Regions from separate parts of the Capsicum annuum genome. Here region 2 is linked to region 1. The links are chromatin contacts, called in public Hi-C maps. All regions are on one chromosome and are shown on one strand. Each heading gives the region's core, a stretch centred on a gene start, on an enhancer-like site or on the middle of the called end of the contact. The rest is flanking DNA. Distances are from core to core; before and after follow the strand shown.

The links. Hi-C and Micro-C count contacts between places; a contact is called where the count stands out from the background.
Region 2: a contact with region 1 is called in a Hi-C map of leaf, with 1.6 times the contacts expected there. The contact joins the enhancer-like site here to the promoter of LOC124898446 in region 1. A contact is called at or near these places in 3 of 5 Hi-C or Micro-C datasets (leaf, pericarp and placenta).

What each region holds. Positions count from the first base shown.
Region 1 is chr5:24,166,016-24,171,432 of UCD10Xv1.1, reverse strand. It overlaps LOC124898446, which reads right to left and starts at 4,025. Exons shown (of 2, transcript XM_047412095.1): 1 at 3,514-4,025; 2 at 3,262-3,397. The coding sequence starts at 4,025. The coding sequence ends at 3,262.
Region 2 is chr5:24,212,550-24,217,544 of UCD10Xv1.1, reverse strand. No RefSeq gene overlaps it. Among protein-coding and RNA genes, the nearest start is that of LOC107870461, 20 kb to the left of the region's middle. Within about 2 kb of position 2,499, at least 5 of the 5 cell types and tissues checked have an H3K27ac peak or open chromatin away from gene starts, as enhancers often do. A contact at or near this core is called in leaf and pericarp, where this site is marked.

The DNA.
Region 1 (5,417 bases), core at 2,776-5,275:
GTTCCATATCCTAATCCCACGTTTTCGAGCAAGAGAGAATTAAACTAACTCCAGCTGTTTCTGTTCTCATTTTCCACTACAACCCAAGCAAGTGGAAGCATTTGGTTATTTCAATCCTTGGCCACAACAACCAATAATTAACCCCCTGCAGACTTCCTTTAAGAAACAACCATCCAATCCTATGAATTTTCTACATGATATGAATGTCATCTTGACTGCTTCAAATAATGGTCTATCAAGTTCATTAGTTTCACCAAGTTTTACCACACAAGTACTCCATGGATTAGACCTTAACAACTCGTCCTTATAGTCAAGAATTCTCCCATACTTTAGAATACGGTCACCCATAATATCATTCAAAATTCTAGCTTTTGCTCTCTTAAAACCTGTCTATGGGTCGTTCCGATCTGATTTGATCGGCCCATTAAGGAGATCAGATCGATTTGGCCCGGCACCGGCTGCTGGATCGGTCTCCTAGGCCACAGTTCCAGATTGGTTCATTTGATTCAAGGAATTGGATAGACCGGTCCAGTTAGAAATTCGAATCAGGCCCATCGATTTTTGGACCGAACTGGCTTGGTATAAATTATTATTTTTAATTAGATAAGCCAATGACCTAATCGGTTGAAAAACTGATTTTGACTGTTGGATCCCAACGGCTATATAGTCGTTTACCCAATGGGCAAAATCAAATTTTCAACTGAGTTTTAAGAAAAATAATTTTTTCCTATAAATACCATTCATTTTGAACTATTTTTCACACAACTCAAAATCTCATTCTCTCTCAATTATTTAGTTCTCTCCTAAAATGCTCAATTCTATTTTATTATTTTGCAATTACAAATATCTAGTGGAAGTTTTCTAAAGTCTCAATTTTTGGATACTACAAAAATTTGATATTGTCCGTCTATCTCTTATTTTTATTTTTAATTAGTCCATTATTTGTTGAATATTTAGAGGTAGTTCTAGTACTAGATATGTCTGCGTGCCTCCGGTACCAATTAGCGAACCCTTTAATAATGATATAGGTACAGGTGCTCACAATATGAATTATTTAAAAGTTCAAGAAAATTATGGTATAGAAGAGGAGACTGAAGTAGACGCAGTTGATTTAAATATAGATGATGGTGCTATTGGTGATACACCCGAAGTCGGTAATGCTAATGTTAGATCTGAATTGGTTAATCTTCCTCCCTGTCCCTTTGTAAGATCTCATAGAAAAACTAGTATTGTGTGAAATTTTTTAACGGAAGTAGAAGGAACTATTAAGGTTCAATCTAATATTTGTCAAATGATATATGAGCATAAGATCGGGGGTAATAAAGGAGGTAATAAAGGAGGTAAGGGTGCGTTGATAATGTTGACACCTAATTTTTTCTCTCCTTTTCATATAATTAATTTTTCAATGCTTCTTAGTCCTGAATACTTATCTAAATGGTGTTTTATTCTTCATATTAATTTCAGTAATTTTCGCATAAACAAAATGATTTTCGTTTACTTCCTATATATATATATATATATATGTATATATATATAAATATTATTGATATCGCATCAAATATTTAAATATTAGCATATTAACTTTTACTTTTAAACGAATTTGGTTGTATCGTTATAATATTTTTTTAAAAATATATTTATTTATTTATTTAAACATATGCACATATATTCATATACAACAACAACAAACCCAGTAATTCCCACCAAGTGAGGTCTGGGGAGGGTAGAATGTACGCAGTCCATACCACTACCTCTAAAGAAGTAGAGAGGTTGTTTTCGATAGACCCCCGCTCAAGACATAGGACAATATACAAAAACATCCAAAGTATGAAACATGATAAAACTAACATAGTTATGACATCAACAAAAATAATGTACATTACCAAACAACTGATTTGTAACTACTAACTACGATTCATCCACCCACCTTATCCCTCTATCCTAATATTTTTTCTTCAAACCTTTCTATCCCGGATCATGTCCTCAATGAGCTGAAATAGCTCCATGACACGTTTAATTACTTCTCTTCAATATTTCTTCGATCTACCCCTACCCCGCTTGAAACCATCTAACACCAACCTCTCACACCTGCGAACTAGGGCATCCGTGCCCCTCTTTATCACATGACCAAACCATCTCAACCTCACTTCTCGTATTTTTTCCTCCACCGATACCACTCCCACCTTCTCCTGAATAATCTCATTCCTAACCTTGTCAGCCCTTGTAAGACTACATATCCAACGCAACATCCTCATTTCCGCCACCTTCAACTTTTGCATATGAGAATTCTTAACTGGCCAACACTCCACTTCATACAATATAGTTGGCTGGACTGCAACTCTATAAAATTTGCCCTTAAGATTGGGAGCCACCTTCTTATCGCATAAAGTTCCCGAAGCGAGCTTCCATTTCATCCAACCTGCCCTAATATGGTGAGAGACATCCTCATCTATCTCTCCATTCCCCTGAATCGTAGCCCTAAGATACTTAAAGCTACCCCTCTTGCAAACTGCCTGAGAGTCCAACTTCCCTACCACCTTCTCTTCTTGCCTCGAGTCACTAAACTTGCATTCCAAATACTCCATCTTGGTCCTACTCAATCTGAAACCTTTAGACTCTAGGGTTTGTCTCCAATCCTCCAGCTTATCATTAACACCTTGACGCAACTCATCAATCAAAACTACATCATCCGTAAAAAGAATATACTAAGGCACCTTGCCTTGTATACTCCGCGTCAATATATCCATCACCACGATAAATAAAAACGGACTAAGAGTCGATCCCTGGTGCAACCCTATTAAGACTAGGAAATGCTCAGAATCTCCTCCCACCATCCTGACTCAAGTCTTCGCCCCCTCGCCTCCAAGTATCTCCAAAGAACCTCCTTAGGGACCTTGTCATACGCCTTTTCTAAGTCAATAAACACCATGTGAAGATCTCTCTTTCTCTCTCTATACTTCTCTACTAGTATCAGCACTAGGTGAATTGCCTCAATCATCGAGCGATCAGGCATAAATCCAAATTGATTCTCCAAAATAGACACAATCTTCCTTAACCTCCGCTCCACCACCCTCTCCCAAATCTTCATCGTGTGACTCAACAACTTAATATCCCGATAGTTGTTGTAACTCTAAATGTCACCCTTATTCTTATATAATGGAATCATCGTGCTCCATATCCACGTCTCAGGCATTTTCACAGACTTGAAAATATTATTAAACATGTTGGTCAGCCACCTCAACCCTGCCTGCTAGAAAACTTTCAAAAATCCATCGGGATCTCTTCGGGCCCTGTCGTCCTGCCCCTTTGCATCTTACGAATAGCCTGTCTGACCTCCTCAACTTTAAAACGCTGATAATAGCAAAATCGCGACACTCCTCGGTGTGCTCCAACTCCCCTAACACAACACTTCTATCCCTCTCATCATTCAAGAGCTTATGAAAATACGATTGTCATCTTTTCTTAATGAGGGCGTCCTCCACCAAAACTCTGTTATCCTCCCCCTTAATGCACTTCACTTGGTCCAGATCCTGACCCTTCTGTTCTCTAGCCTTGACAAGCCTAAACAACGTCTTTTTCCTACCTTTCTCCACTAATCCCTTATACAAACTCTCAAAAGCTACTGTCTTAGCAGCTGTAACTGCTAACTTAGCCTCCTTCTTAGCTAACTTATACTCCTCCATGCTTACCCGTTTCTCATCTTTATCCTCACTCTCTACCAACTTAACATAAGACGTCTTCTTCGTCTCTACCTTCTTCTTAACATCTTCATTCCACCACCAATCCCCTGGATACTGGCCAGACCAGCCCCTTGAGACACCCAACACCTCTCTAGAAGACTCTCTGATGCATCCCACAGCCCTATCCCATATACTATCCACGTCCCCCCTACCCTCCCAAACCCCTATCCCCTTTAACTTCGCCCCTATCTTCAAGGCACTAACTGGAGTCAGGCCACCCCACTTAACTCTAGGTTGACCCTCTCCACCCCGTCGCTTCATACCCTTCTTGATAACCAAGTCCATCACCAAAAGTCTATGCTGGGTCATAATATTCTCGCTCGGGATTACCTTACAATCCTTACACATTGCACTATCCCCCTTCCTAAGCAGCAAAAAGTCAATCTAAGTCTTGGCTAGCCTACTACGCAAAGTAACTAGATGCTCCTCCTTCTTCGGAAAGCTGGAATTCACTACCACTAACCCAAAGGCCCTCGCAAAATCTAAAAGAGCAGCTCTCTCAATATTTCTATCCCAAACCCGAAGCCTCCATGCACATCATCATAACCCATCGACAGAGACCCGATATGCCCATTAAAATCCTCCCTATGAAAATCATTTCTGAACTAGGCATGCCCCTTACCACCTCGTCCAAAACCTCCCAAAATCTCTTCTTCTCCTCTTCGTCTAAGCCCGTCTTAGCGCATACACACTACAGATGTTCAAAGAAGACCCTCGAATCAACTTGATAGTCATCACCCTATCACTAACCCTTTTAACCTCCACTACCTGCCCTCTAAGCTCCTCGTCCACTAAGATACCTACGTCATTCCTACGCCTCTCACTACCAGAGTACCACAACTTGTACCCATCTACATCCCTAACCTTTTGGAACATTAATTAGGATGAAGAAGTGTCGTTAAATTAATTAAGTGAAAACGATTGCGAAAGATTTGATTTTTTACAAACATAATTCATTTATTCACAATAATATTTGGGCCATTTGCTCTATTTTTTCAGCCGAAGTAGCAGCCCCCAAAAAAAAAACTCCTAACCCACAAATCCAATCCAACTAATTAATAGCCCCGTTAACCTAACCAGCCTAATAATCCTCACCTCTATCATTCCATCTCATTCCAACTCAACAAAACTAGCGTATCTTCCCTATTATCTACTAACGGCGACCAGCCTAGACCACTGGATAATAGCGAGTTCTGGTGTTCTTCACCTTTCCTCTCGTCTATCTTCTTTGTCACCTACGTTTCCATCGCTATCAAATCCCTTCCGTCACTCACTTCTTGTTGAACCCAAGGCTCTGCAATTTCTGAGAAGTGGGGAAAATTCAAGGACCTTCAGACTTTGAGGTCGTTATCCCTTTAAACCGATGGGTTCAAGCCTTATAGCTCCCAACCATCTCTTCTTCCCTACAAATCAGTCTGAAAAGGATAAACCTAAAAAATTCAATTTGCTTCCCAAGAATTCAAAATTTAACTTTGCCTTTATAAATACCAAGGTTCAAAGTCATTGTTGGACAGGATTTTTGGATTGGAGATAGAGAAACAAAAAATAACTTCTCCTTGCACGGGCCACAGATTCTAACTTTCTTTCATTTCGGAAATTATTCATGTGAAGTTCGAATCCGGAGTTTGAGTTTCAAATCTTGACGACGGGTAAGCCCTAGTTTCCTGGCCCATTCAA
Region 2 (4,995 bases), core at 1,250-3,749, 48 kb before region 1:
ATATGAAAAAATAGTTCATTTAATTTGAAGCAAAATTCTTCTGATAAGAAGATTAAACTAAATTCAATTCATTTATCAAATTAAGAGAAAACCAATAATTTCACAAAAATGAAAAGAGAGAGATTTTACTAGAAACATTCATTTTTTTGGAATAAAGTAATCATCAATTTGAACTAGTTGTGAAAAGTTACGACTTTTACATGAAAGATTGATTTTCATATTGTGGAGATTTCTCTTTTACTTTTATAAACTACTTTAAGACATTAATGAAATAAAATGCCATTTCAAAATTTTAAGGATTTCGTTCTAAGAGGAAACAATAACAAGAATTCACTGTTTATTGATTCAACTATTAAGCTTTGTGACAAGTGATAGTTTAAGATAAAATATAAAGATAAAGCAAAAATAACAATTCAAATGGGAAGTTTATTAAGGTTAACCAAATTTAAGAATTTAATAGAACAAATAATCAAATATGACTTATACAAACTAAATAAAGAAAAAAGTTTGGGCCTCTTATCTGGCCCATTTTCTAAAAGCTGTCCAGATTTGGATTAATGGATTTGGGTCCATTATCAATCTGTATATCAACTGTATACTACATGCTTTCTTCCCGCGTTTTTGTGTATCTATGTGTACATGACCGTGTCATGTATACACATCTGTTTTCCCTTCACCCGCATATTAACTTTCCATTTCTTATTTTTCTCCCCATAATGCGTGTATACTCGATGTATATTGCTGCAAATCAGTCTTTTTGGGGACTTAAACATGGAGTTGAACTCGAAGAAAATGCAAGAGGGGAGTCCCTTGGACTCAAACCATGAGGGGTTCATGCAACAAAAGAGATGAGAATTAGTAAGAGAGGTTGAGAGTGAAAACATTATCTAAAGTTAACAGACAAAACAATAGTCCTTTCTTAAATTGGCTTAAAGTATCAATCCGGAAAGCAACATAATCAATTAAACTCTAAAGAGAAAAAATATATGACAACAAGTAAGACATGTTTATAACTTAGATGTTTATGTTGAAACACAAAGGTAGAACAAATTAATCCACATTCCACATAAGATAAAAAATATCACATCTTTATGAGAAAGTCCAAATGAAGCCCAAAATGGAAACAATAAATAAGTTGCTAATATTACTTCCATTGTATTAACCTGATTATGACAAATACATACAAGAATTTATAATCATATGTCAGGAAACAACAACTGGACATATTAACGAAACAAATAAAATGTACGGAGAGGGGAGGGAGCATGCCATTATTTCTGGGAAGTTGACAGTCACAGAAAACTCATTCATGATTTGATCATACATATCCTAGACAGGACCATTTAAGTATTATATTCATATGAAATCTAACACTGATGGTCGAGAAACGAACAACCACATGCCGCAAAATCAAATATCTGGGAACTTTATGGGTCATCTGGAAGCCTACACGTATTTATACACATACAAACCAGCCTACACATGTAATTTAAACACAAAATAACATATTATATAGTTCCAACAATGGGGAAATTCACACACAGTTGGGATCCAAGGACAAACTTTTATAACTCCAATTGTCAACTCATTATCTTTTCAAAAGCACATTCAATGAACTTTCAGGAAAAAGAAAAAAAAGACAGACAATCTGTAATACGCTTGCACAAGAACATATATTCATAGCAGAATTATGCACACAATAAAAATACCTTAACTTCTTAGTCCTGGTTTCAAATTTTTTCCAGTTAGATGAACAATAACAATGTCACTCTTAATAAGGCTAAACTAAGATAGATTTCAAACCAACAAACAACTGATATATCGATAACATCATTCAAACACAAATTCCTATCGCCTTCAAGGCGTCTATAACAAATAGTATCATTCTTAATTTTAACAAAAATTGCTGCTAACGAAAAGAAGGGGACGAAGGAAAATCGACATATTAACTAGAGAGTGAGTTTACCTTTTTTAGGGCAGTAAACTGAAATTTATGAGCTCTTCATCAGATTATTCCTTCACACCACTGAAAAACGAACTCAATTTCTTATCTTAGAATTTTGAGCTCAAATGATTCTTATTAAATTTATCAGCACTGAAATCTTCGGTCTTAGCAAAATTTCATGCTTTTTGACCTCTCCAACCTTTTTCTTCAATGAGAATAGTAGAGTATTTATTTATACAGATATTTGGAATGGGATTTCAAAGAAAACAACAATGTGGGATAAGGGACTTTGAGGGACGTTTTTGGTAGTTTCAAAAGGGAAAAATTCAAATTTCGAATTAGGGATAAGCTTGTGACATGTATTTGGTAAGAGATCGTACCACCCCTTCCTTGAATCGGATTGAAGGGCGACCTGGATGTTTCTAGAACGTTGTACGTGCTATCCACGTGAGAATCACGTGATACTTAGAGAGAGAAGATTAATTAGATACGAGAACAGGAATTTTAGGTTAGGATTCAAAAGATGAATCCCAGATATTGAAGCCGCTGATGTTGTTGTCGTTTATGCATTTGTTTTTGTCTGATGAAGTTGCTGGCTATTGGACGTTGTTTGACTATTGATGGTAATTTGGTATCGGGTTTGCCGTTGTTGAAGTTGTTTTGTCGGGTAAAAAAGGAAAGGAATCAGAGTTGGGTCGGGTTGGTGTGGTGGTTTTTACTGAAACAAATGGGCATGGGGTAATTTTTAAGAAATGGGAGGGTAGAGATTAGAAATGGGCATTTATTAAATGAAAAAATTATATAAGTCAACACCTTAACTTTTCTATATTATTTTAAATACCATCTTACTAAATATATTACAAAAATTCATTCTAACTCATAAAACCCTAATATTTGCTGATACATTATAACTCACCCTATTGTTGTGCCTCCTGCTCCTTAAAACTCTCCCAAAATCATGGTAAAATATCTGATAAATTTATCAATTCAACAATTACAATCGTGTTATCAACTTACCATCCACTACTTCAATATATTCAAATTTCAACTTCCAATTACAACCTCTATTAACTTTTTTCCTCAAATTTATTTGGAGGTTAATTTGTTTTCATAATTTTTTTTACAACTTTGTTAATTTATTTTCAAATTTACAATCGTAATTAACTTTTTTCAAAATTTTAAATTCTCCATTAACAATCGTGTTAATTTATTTTCAAATTTACAATCTCCATTAATCTTTTTCTTCAAATTTATCCGAATATGAAGAAGAAATTACGGGAGGCTACTGATAGTAGTCATAAAGTCTATTGTTGTATCTACAAAGTAGAAAAGAAAGTTAGTTACAAAAAGAAACCATTTATCAAAGGTATGAATTACATGTTTTGAAGTGAATCCGATACATAAATTTAATGTATTGAGACATTGCATGCTTTCCAATACATACTGAAATTTACATGTGATTTAGGTTCTTTTTTAATATCTGATACATTCACTTTACTGAGTTTGATACACAATTCTAAAGTTTCTGATACATAAGAGACATTGCAGGTTTTCTGATACATACTAATATTTATATATGTTTTGGTTCTTGTAAACCTGATACATTAATATGCCGAGTACATATATCTGATTTTAATGACATATTGCATTATTTTATGATACATAATAAAAAATTGCATGTAATTTGGGTTAATTTACACTTGATACATTCAACATACTTATTATGATGCGTAAATCAATTTTTAAGAGGTATATCATTATATCCGATACATACTAAATTTTGAAATTGTTATGAATTATTTTGCAATCAATATATGCAAAATATTGGGTACAACTGATACATATGTATTGTATTTATTGTTCATCTAAAACTACATGGTGTATCTTATGTATCATCATCAATTATATGTTTTGGATTAGGTACATATAAGTTTTTCTGACATTTTTTGTTGATTTAGTTTTGTATTTTTTGCACATTTTGATTTTAGAGCATTTGGGAGAATTATGATTGGAGAGTGTTAATTATGGTGATTCAAATTTTAATTATGAAGTTGTTACTAATTTTTAGGGATTCAAGAGACACATCCCAATCAAACTCCCATTAATTGCTCTATCATTTAATTCCATATCATTATTTTCCTTTTTTATAGTCAATTAGTTTGGTAGTTATGTATCTGTCGGTTATGTATCCGGACCAAACTTATGTATCATATCCGGGATATTAAGTAATTAATGTAAAAGTTGAGAGAGAGAGTAATTAGGTAGATAAGTGTTGGTATTTATGTTGTTTACCCTTATTAAATAGCCCATAGATTAAAATTCAATCGAATTTATTTAAAATTTAACCAATTTGAATATTAAATGATCAATTTCATTGTGATTGTAGTCAGTTTAATTTTAATTATGGCCAAATTTAATAAACCAACTAAACTAAATCAAAGCATGAAATAAATTAACGACCAATTCAATCTCGAGTTTCTTGATTTAATAAAATCAAACTCATATTTTTTGAATAATTTACTTTTAAGAACAAATCAAATTTGGAGCCAGAACTTATCCTATTTGAACCAATTTTCAAGATAATTTAAAGCCGATTTATTAAGTAACAAAATTATACAATATCATATGTATGAATTTAGAAATGTATAACTGTTACTTAACTAACAAAATAGATCCAAATGAATATTTCAGAAGGTTTTTATTTGGATAATGTGATTATTTTGATTTTATTTAAAATCGAAGCAACACAAGATTAAACTGAATTGTGGAAGGAAAAAATTAGGTGTCAATAAGGGGATCATTTTCAATTGCACTTAAACAAGTCAATCTTGTTTCAGGCATTCCCATCATATCAACTTTGTTCACATTTTTGTGTCTTCTCGCAGTTAGAACAACCTCCTTGATATCCATCCTTTTGACCTTACAACCTGCAGAAGTAAAAGTTACCTTATTACCTTTTTCACATAGTTGTGATATGATGAGCAAGTTGTGATTTAGTCCTTCCACAATACAAACATCTTTCAGTGCTCTAGATTCGGATTTTTCAGTTT